Regions from separate parts of the Mustela erminea genome. Here region 1 is linked to region 2. A link is a contact called in public Hi-C data. All regions are on one chromosome and are shown on one strand. The core of a region is the stretch at or near the end of the contact, and the rest is flanking DNA. Distances in the headings are between cores, read along the strand shown. Region 1 holds the start of PLPP5 (phospholipid phosphatase 5). Region 2 holds the start of LETM2 (LETM1 domain-containing protein LETM2, mitochondrial).

Region 1 (5,084 bases), core at 2,317-4,816, 130 kb before region 2:
CCATGCAGACTTACATGGCAGGAACACCCTGCTTACCTTGCCAGTGATGCTTATAGTCACATGTGCGGGACAGCGCAATCACAGACGCAAGGAGGAGAGGTGACAGAAAGGCACAGAACCTCCAAGACTTCCCACGGCCTTGTGGAGTGAAGCAATGTAACTTCCCTGCCAGGTAGAAGGAAGCGAAGGCCAGACCAGCAAATGCAACTAGAAGAGGGAAGACCAGTAAGCAGATGTCTTTAAAGGAAGCTCCCTTGCTCATTTGCAGACAGGTGGCTGGGGGCATAGACATGCTTTATCCTTTTTGGGTACACTTGTGGTACAGATCATCGATGAGGAGGAAACAGAAGGAAAAATGAAGAACTTTATTGTGTGTCCCAAAGTTAATAATATTTACCCTGGGGAATAGTGTTTGGAATACTAGCAGTAGGACTTTGAGTAGGGTTACTTCTTGATGCCTTAGTTTCCTGATGTATAAATAGGAATCATAAAAATAATAGTATCCATTTCTTTGGGCTACTATGATACCAAAAGAGAGAATAAAAAATGCTTTCCAAAGCACCTTCAATAAAGGTTAGTTAATATTTTTCTAACGACTCCCAGATTGTGGGATCTAGATAAATAATACAAGACTCATAAAATGTTCGTATCTCATGAAGGTAAACGACTTCCTCTATCCTTGAACATCTGTCCTAATATTTGAGGCTCAGGCTATGGAATCTTGGGGTTATTAAAGGAGGGGATTCTCTAGTTTTTAGATACGAGAACAAGAGTAGTGAGGTGGCCCCATCCTCATAAGCTTCCTAAGCTAAACTCAGTGACCCCAAGAAAGCACAGATGCTGAGCCCACGCGGTATTCATACAGGAAGAATGTCCACTAGGGAAGCTCTTGCGGCCCTCGTTCACCACGTCCTTCTCCCCTGTGCATGTCAAGTCGGAATGGGCTTGCCCGTCGGGGAAGCAGCGGTAGAAGAAGTCTGGGCGTGGCCTGAAAAAATAAACACGGTCTCAACACAGATCCCTTAACTTCAGAAATTATTTTTTGGTTGTATCAGATACTGTAATCCTGTTCACAGCTGGTCAAATAGTGTCCCAGGTAAAATGATGAAACTGGATTAGGGTAGAAAGAAAAGCTTTATTTCCAGGGTCTACATTTGGGGGGGGGCAGTCCAGCACACGATTTTTTTTTAGGGCAAAGAGCAAGTCACACTGCAGTTTCGGGGTATTCTAGTGGACAATGACCCTGCTGTGCTGGTCAGTGGGAAACACTGTTCAGGGCAGGTAAGAGTCCACAAGTGTCACCCACAGGACAGCTATAGGGGAGGGAGGCCATGTTAGGTGAAGAGAACAAGGTCAGACTGAGGCTGGCGAAAGGGGGAGGAAGACGGTGGGTGGTGCCACGCCAGGAACTACCTCCTGCAGATGGGAGGCCCGAGGCAGGCACCGGGGCGCAGACTCTGGTCACTCACCTGCCCACGATCAGTTTTATTGTGTTCGTAAAAACACCGTTCAGAGCCAGGGCAAGGCTGGCAGCTGGAAAATAAAGAAACTTACTGTTAGTGGGTTTTGCCTAGGAGGACTTGCATGATCATGGTCTCATCAAGAGAGCAGCTGTGGTCTTTTTTTTTTCTTTAAAGATTTTATTTATTGGGCACCTGGGTGGCTCAGTCATTAAGCGGCTGCCTTCTGCTCAGGTCATGATCCCAATGTCCTGGGATCGAGTCCCACATCGGGCTCCCTGTTCAGCAGGGAGCCTGCTCCCCCCCCCCCACTCCCACTGCTCGTGTTCCTGCTCTTGTCTGTCAAATAAATAAAATTTTTTTAAAAATAAAATTTATTTTTATTTATTTGACAGAGAGAGACACAGTGAGAGAGGGAACAGAGGCAGGCGAGTAGGAGACGGAGAAGCAGGCTTCCCGTAGAGCAGGGAGCCCGATGCAGGGAGGAATCCCAGGACACTGGGATCATGACCTGAGCCAAAGGCAGCTGCTTAACGACTGAGCCACGGCAGCACACCAGCCATGGTCTTTTTGAGATAGGAACGGTCAGGCTCTAGCCAGAGCTGAGCAGAAAAATCATTCTAGGCCTGAACATGGTGGAGTACAGAGAGCGCTTCTGGACCAGGCCGAATCCATTTCTGGGGTACCGGTCATTCAGCACACTGTTCACCTCGGAGGTCAACTGTTCTCAGAGTGCCAGCTTTCTCACGGGTGACAGCGCGGGTACAGGGGAGACAGGATGACTGTAGGAACATAGAACTCCGTGGCCTCCACAGGCAGAGGTCACACCTCCAGTGGCTGAGATGCCAGCACTGAGGAGACAGAGACCAGCCCAGCCAGGGAGGGCTCGTTCTTACCCAGGCAGGCCTGTTTGCTGTCCGTCGCACCAGCCTTCTTGAGACATCGGGCCAAGAGGATCAGGGACAGTGGGGAAAGAAATGCAATGACCTGAAACAGAAGATAGTAGAGGTTAAAAAAAACCCAAACCAAACCCCCAGTGAAACCACATGGCTAGTGGTTCAAGCGGTGCCAACAGGGAGGAGGAATGGAGGGGACAGAAGTCGTCACAGGTCTGTCCTAGCGGGGCCCTGTCAGTGTACGCAGTGGCAGCGTCTGTGGGTTGACGGGGCAGCACCTGCTCCACCAGGTACACCAGGGCCATCAGCCATTACTCTTAAGTGACCGGTACCTCAATCCATCCTAAGGAGCAGAGCTCACAGTACGTGTCTTTGGGGGCAAAACTGGCATCTTGCGCTCTCAATTTGGGTCGTTATCATAAGGAAACAAGAAGTTGAGCCCCTCATCTAAGGGAGCAAGACGCCTGCTCCCTAGCATCGAGCTCGTCCTAAACATTAAGGGTCAGAAGGAAGGCTAGTTCTCTACGCACAAACATGGGCTTGGTGGGGAAATACTCGGCTTCCACATACGGATTCCGGTAAAGCCACATCTCCTCCGGCTGGATCAGCCTCTGGAAGGGAGGGAGGAGCTCCGTTACCCTAGAGGGGAAACAAAAATGTGCAGAGCACGTTGGTTTGCTTCCGGCCTCCAGCCGCTCGTCGGGACTTCCCACCGCTGCCCACCCCCCCCCCCCCCCCCGCACTGGGAGCCCCGGGCCGAGGCAGGAGCTGCCGGCCTCCTGCCGCCTTGGAGGGGGAGCGGGGGACGGCCCAAGGATGCGGGCCGCGGGGTTCGAGCGGCAGGACGCTTACAGGAAGGCCGTGAACAGGGCGAGCCGCACGCCCAGCTCGGCACCGAGGGCCGCCACCTTCCCCATCCTGCCGTCAGCCAAACAGACGCCGCGCTGACGTGGCAGCTCTTGCGGCGGCGGCGGCGGGAGGCGAGGCCGCCCCGGGGAGGGCCGTCCCGGCGGTGGGGGGCCGGGCCTCGGCGGCTCGGGGGCGCGGGCTGGCGGACGCTGGGCGAACTGCACCCGAGGAAGGCGTTGCAGCCACTTCCCTGCCCTGGCGGGTCGGCCATCCCTCGGCGCCGCTCTGAGAGCCCCAGCCGGCGGCAGGAAGGAGGCGCTCGCAGAGCCATTCCCGCCATTCCAGGGGACACCGACCACGAGCCGGCGCCCGGCGTCTGGCCCACCGGCAGGCCCCGGCGGAGTCGGCCAAGTCGCCGGGATGAGAGTGACGCACGTCTCCCCTTCCCGCCGTTCGCTCCATAGTCTCCCACCACACTGAGCAAGAAGCAACATTCTCCAAGGGCTTTCCCTCCGTGAAAACACGACCAAACCCCACGTTATCGGCTCCAAGCTCATTTGCGACAGCATTTTGAAGGACCTCGGGTCACCGGCCGGCACCGGGTGCCTGTTCTCCCCACTATGACCTCTCGCCCAGCAGTTGTGGCAAGAAACTACAGGCAATGAACAAGTCCACGTTTGATTTGGAACATACAGGACAATTTATTGAAGTCAATCTCAAGCAAAATCTGAAGTCAGTGGAATGTCATTAAGAACCTTTCCAAATTAATCCTCATGGAAGCAAAAAACACATCTGAATTCCAAAGTATTTGTAAAATAAAAAAAGGCAACATCTCAGTAAATATAATGTACAAAAATTTATGTTCCTACCAGCACACACAGTAGTAAGAAGCTTAAAATTCCAGGCAATCCTAAATATACTATAACTAGTCAACAATAAGCTATCTATATACAGGTTAACCAAGCTTTACACGTTTCACACTATGCAGTAAGACATAGGCCATTCAACAAAACCCCCAAAATATCATATATCTTGAAGTCTATGTGGCAACATCAAGTCATTATACAGTAATGCCCTAGTGGAACGCCCCCCAGGGAAAATGAACACTAATCCCTTAGTGTCAAGAGCTTCTAGCCAAGTCACAGAAACTCAAAAGAGATTGACTTTAGTGAATATTGATGCTTTGTTATTAAAGACTCAAGTCTCAAGGGATTTAGGCAAAATAACATTTCACAGGATCTACAAATTTATTACAGATAAACAAAGTACAGAAATAACCAATCTACAAAGGTCATTATCATAGATAAAGATCACAAGAAAAAGAAAACAATCTGTAGGTATCTGTGTTTGCTGTGCAATATCACAAGTGGTTACAAATGAATTTCTCCTATCAATTCCAATTATGCACACACCCTTGTATAGAAAAAGGATCTTATTTAGCCAGTTGTAATCATCATTTAGTATCAATCATCATTTAGCATCTTGGTCATCGGAGGCAATGTGATTTTCTTTTTTAACAGAGGGTATGTGACAGCACAAATGAGATAAAGAGCAGTATTAATAACAACAGAGTAAAAAGTAAATTGTATCCAGTCCACTCCTAACCTGACAAGAATACCTCATACATACCTCGTCTCGGTGATCTGATGGACATTGCGCGCCCCGCGTGCACACATCGAAGGTCTGTGGCAGGTGGGGGAGGGGGCGGCACCTGAGGGGGCTTGCCTGCCAACTTGCAGATCCGGAGAGTCACATAAGAAAACTAAGGACTGAATAAATGACTTTGGCAACTGTTCATCTTTTTCACTTTTTCTTACATGTAACTGACTTTCACAGGCTACAGAAGGGCAGGCTGCTCTCCTCCCCACCGTACACACAT
Region 2 (4,852 bases), core at 2,164-4,663:
GGGTCTGGTGGTGATGACTTAGAACGTTACGGCACAGAGGGCCGCCTGGGTGGCTCAGGTCATGATCTCAGGGTCCTGGGATGAAGTCCCCGGGGTTCCGGCTCTCTGCTCAGCAGGGAGTCTGCTTCCCCCCTCTCCCTCTGCCTGCCTCTCCATCTACTTGTGATCTCTATCAAAGGAATAAAAACAAACAAACAAAAAAAAACCAACTTAAAAAAAGAAAAATGTTGTGGCACAGAGACTTAAACGTAAGAAGGAAATACAGGCAACAGCAATCAGATGAGGAAACCTATCCTCTGTGCTCTGTTCTGAGAATAATAAAGCTATGTCACTACTAGATGTTATACTCTGCACTGACATTGTAGTTCTGGATCTGTTTGGCACGACTGCAAGAAATTTCTGATATCTTTGTCTTTAAATATCATTTAAACAAGAAATTAAAAGATTCCTACAGATCAATTATTTTAATGACTACTACTTATGTTTCAGGTTTTTAAAAACATAAACCTTTTAATTATACTATAGATGATATTGAGAATTAAGCATTCCCATTACTGTTAATCATTAAATATTTCCTTTTTTCCCCTGTATTTATTTGACAGAGAGAGAGAGGGTGCAGAAGCAAGAGGAGAGGAAGAGGGAGCAAGAGAAGCAGGCCTCTTGCTGATCCTGGGATCATGTCCTGAGGATCATGGGATCCTGGGATCCTGGGATCATGACCTGAGCTGAAGGCAGATGCTTAACCAACTAAGCCACCCAGGTGTCCTATTCATTAACTATTTTTAAACTTATGCTTATGTAGTACCTGTTTTGTGCAGTACCAAGAGTTAAAGGAATCATTAAAAAGCACATTTTTGTTTGTTTTAAATGTCTTTTTAGAAACAGACCTCTTTTAAAATTGTATTGGTTTATTTGATGAGACACAGTAAGAGAGGGAACACAAGCAGGAGGAGTGGGAGAGGGAGAAGCAGGCTTCCCATCCAGCAGGAAGCCTGATGCGGGGCTCCATCCCAGGACCCCAGGATCATGACCTAAGCAAAAAGCAAATGCTTAAGGACTGAGCCATCCAAGTGCCCCTGGAACACATATCTCTTAAAGGGGGCCCCCTGAGCTTATTTCAGTTTGATTGTGTCTCCTGGAAAGACAGGTTAAATTGATCTTTTTTTTTTTTTTAATGATCTTTTCCACCTTCATCCTGCCTCTCCATCTTCCTGTATATTCCTTGTTTTGTTGATAAATTGTTGCCTTGACCAGATATCTGGACTTTTTCTTGAGGAGAATTTGGTAAGTTGTCCCCAGGCATTTTATTTTAATCTGTTTCTATACTGACAAGAGTTTAAAATTAAAGTTCTGGGAGGTAGATATATAATCTCTTCCTGTGAAACATAAGAAAATATACTGTTAATAACATTTGATCTTGAACTATATTTAGGGAAATGACCATTAAAATTAATAATGTACATTTTTAGCATCTAACATCTTCTGAGGTTCAGATCACACTTTGTCTTCTTCATACAAAATGAGCAAACAATTAAGACAGCAATCTAACACAATTCCCAGACCCAGAGTTAAAGAGAAAGGAATTTTTTGTTTCTCTTCCAAAGATTATATCCAAAAACTCCTTACATGATAAATCACTTAATCTTGAAAGTCAAAAAAATTGCCAGACCTGATAGCAGAAAGCAAACATTGCTTTCAACGAATGGATTGCAACAGGAAGGTTCTTAACCCTTCCCTTTTTATAATAGGATTGCGCCTGACACGTGACCATAGTAGAAAATCTAGCTCATCTTTCCAATACTGAACTTGGAATCATTCATCTGGTTTATGAATACTTAATGATTTTACTGTGCCTGTTTGTAAATGAATACAATGCATGAATAAGAATATTTCCTGGTATAAAATGTCTCCCAGGGAACTGAAAGGCATATTTTTGCATCTTTATGATCTTTTCCAGAAAAGTACATGTTCATGTTTGTGAGGTGATTAATCTGTGGAATTAATGTGAAAATTATATCTAGACTCTTAAAGCTCAAAATTTGCCTTCGGAAATTTTCAGGAAAGGAAAGGGAGAGAGACGAAGGCTTTGTAGATTTTGTTAATTCTAGTAAACATAGAACGTGAAGTGAAACCTTTATGTGGAAACTCGGGCATCCAACATGCACAAAGGGCCCTCTAGTGGCCAAACTGAAAAGTTCTGCCTATTTAACACGGTTGATCCATTTGGTTTTAAGCCGAAAAATGCTTTGTAGATTAAAAGCTGTCTACATAAACAATAACAACAACACAAAACCTGAAATTGAATACCCGCCATCTTTCATTCTTACAAATGTGCAGCCCAGATGAGTGAGTTCTGTGGTCAGCTCACGTGTTAAGTACTCTCCCTGTGAAAACGATTCCTTGTTGTCTGGTAGTCCAAGCGGATCCACTAAATATTTTGTTTTCCTTCTAGAGCCAGATGAAACGGACGGGTAGAGATAACAGGAGAGCGAGAACATTTCTATATCTATCACTTTTCCAAGACGGCTCAGTTACCCAACCTAGGAACTGAAGTGCCCCAACCTGCAGTACCTATGTCACTGCACAGTTACTAGAATATATATCTTAAATGTTATTTGAGATTTCTCCACAAACTACTGATCACAAATCATACCTGTTAAGCGAGCATTTTTTTTTAAAGATTTTATTTATTTAACAGAGAGAGATCACAAGTAGGCAGAGAGGCAGGCAGAGAGGAGGGGAAGCAGGCTCCCTGCTGAGCAGAGAGCCCGATGCGGGGCTCGATCCCAGGACCCTGAGATCATGACCTAAGCCGAAGGCAGCGGCTTAACCCACTGAGCCACCCAGGCGCCCCTAAGCGAGCATTTATAAAGCAAATTACTTTAGTGGAATTCAGATTTCCATATGAGGATTTCACAGCATTCCACTCTTAGGCCCCGGAGAAGGGAAAGCGAGGTTTTCCTAACCATTCCCGCCCTTTCTGCCACTGCCTCTCCGTAGAGCTCTCCGCGCCATCCCAACCCCGGCAGTTGTTGATTTGTAGGGGTTGGGGGTGGGGAGAGTACATCTAAGTGATGTAATTCGTGACTTTAAGATGGTTACCATGGCGACTATCAGGCATATTACGCTATCGGTAGGGTGAGAGGTTCTTTAATCTAGCCTTCAACGAGCATTTTCGGGGACGTTAGCCTACACGCCAGAGAGTAGAGACAGGCGGAAAAGCGTCAGTCTTGCCCGCTGCCGCAGGACAGACTCTGCTTAAACTAAACCCAACAGAGAATTCATTTTGCCGGTGGGAACTGGACCTTGGCTACTTCCAGGGCTGCCGCACCGAAGGACGCCCTCCCGCCCCATAATCTGAGAGCTCATTGGTGGGTGGTGTCGTCACTCAGAGTGACGTAACGGGATAGGAAAGAGGTGGAGCCGTAGAGACTTCTGGGGCCCCTCTAGCTGGGGACCTGGGCGAGGGAGGTTTGGGAAGGGACTGGAGGACTGAGGCAGCCGTTCCGGGGAGCCGGCCCGAGGAGGTAGGGGTGGGCTGGCCAAGTCCTTAGGCTGTTACTTGGTGGACCTCGCCTGCCTTTTTTACTCCGGAGCCCGCTCCCTCCGCATCCTGCTCTTCCCATCAGGGCCCAGGTTTCCCGATAGCTTCCAGTTCCCCACCGCACTCGCCTCAAGCCCATGACCTCGTGCCCCTGCCCGCCCCCCAGCTTTGGAGCTCAACCTCCATTTCCCCTCCTTCCGTGCTTCGCTTCGTCCTCTCTCTTCCGTACCCGGCGCCGGGCTTCTCCTTCCATAAACCTGGATCGCCAACAAGGTTGTCCTCCCCGTGCCTGCACCATCCCCGCACCCAAACACAAAGAACCGCCCCCCACCCCCACCCCGCTGCCGCAAACACAGTCCACCAACACACTACGTGCACAAAAGCCGACGGCGCGTTTTGTCCCTGTGTCGTCAAGGGCCAGAAGCAAGGTAACCCGGGGAGCCTGGGGCCCCGCGTGTGGGCGTGGGCGGTGCGAAGGCGCAGGCGGGGCTCCTGGCCGGCCCCGCCTAGGAAGTGGTTACCCACCGCTCTGGGCGGGAGTGCCCAGGGGCCGGAGAGCAGGTTAACCGCCTGATCGGGTGTGGCTTGCCTCCAGCAGGAGACCACCCTCCCTTAGCCTGGGTTTAGACGGTCTGAAGTATTCTCTGAACTCCCGTTCAAAATGTCAGCTCTGTGGTTGAGGTTTCCATCCAGGAGAGCACCCTGGTCTGCGCCTTTTCCAGCTGGAGGAAAGCAAAGTTGACGCTAAGAGATACTACCAAAAAACACCTTGCTGCCCTTGGCTGAAAAGGACTACAGGATGGAGAAAGGTTTTGAAAAAGCTTGTTTAAGGATAGCTCAGTTTGGACTCTTTGGAGAATCTTCAGTACAGGAAACCAATTTACCTCCACTTGAACGATTAGTAGGTACCATGTATTATCTTCACTGCTACATAAATGTGGTCAGTGAATAATTTTTTGTTTGTTTAGTAGGCTCTGTGCCCAACATGGGGCTTGAACTCATGACCCTGAGATCAAGACTTGCCTGCTCTACCAACTTAGCCAGCCAGGCACCCCTGCTTTTCATCTTTAAAAGTTTGGGGCAACTTGGCCAAGTATGGGAAAAAGCTAACTGAAACAAATCCAGGATATTTTATCCTACCTGTATTTTTAGGCTACAAATAAGTGTGTATTGCTTAACTTCTTAAATACCTGGCAGCGGGGGCACCTGGGAGGCTCAGTGGGTTAAGCCTCTGCCTTTGGCTAGGGTCATGGTCTCAGGGTCCTGGGATAGAGCCCCACATCGGGCTCTTTGCTCAGCGGGGAGCCT

What was found. Hi-C and Micro-C count contacts between places; a contact is called where the count stands out from the background.
Region 1: a contact with region 2 is called in a Hi-C map of spleen, with 6 times the contacts expected there. The contact joins the promoter of PLPP5 here to the promoter of LETM2 in region 2. A contact is called at or near these places in 3 of 3 Hi-C or Micro-C datasets (fibroblasts, skeletal muscle and spleen).

The regions. Positions count from the first base shown.
Region 1 is chr21:6,247,095-6,252,178 of mMusErm1.Pri, reverse strand. It overlaps PLPP5 (phospholipid phosphatase 5), which reads right to left and starts at 3,566. Exons shown (of 7, transcript XM_032329051.1): 1 at 3,209-3,566; 2 at 2,887-2,995; 3 at 2,357-2,447; 4 at 1,470-1,533; 5 at 864-988; 6 at 37-207. The coding sequence starts at 3,273. LOC116581783 (a long non-coding RNA gene) reads left to right here and starts at 3,895. Exons shown (of 4, transcript XR_004282225.1): 1 at 3,895-4,886; 2 at 5,042-5,084.
Region 2 is chr21:6,116,062-6,120,913 of mMusErm1.Pri, reverse strand. It overlaps LETM2 (LETM1 domain-containing protein LETM2, mitochondrial), which reads left to right and starts at 3,413. Exons shown (of 11, transcript XM_032328764.1): 1 at 3,413-3,972. It overlaps LOC116582038, which reads right to left and starts at 3,121. Exons shown (of 4, transcript XM_032329413.1): 1 at 3,103-3,121. The coding sequence starts at 3,121.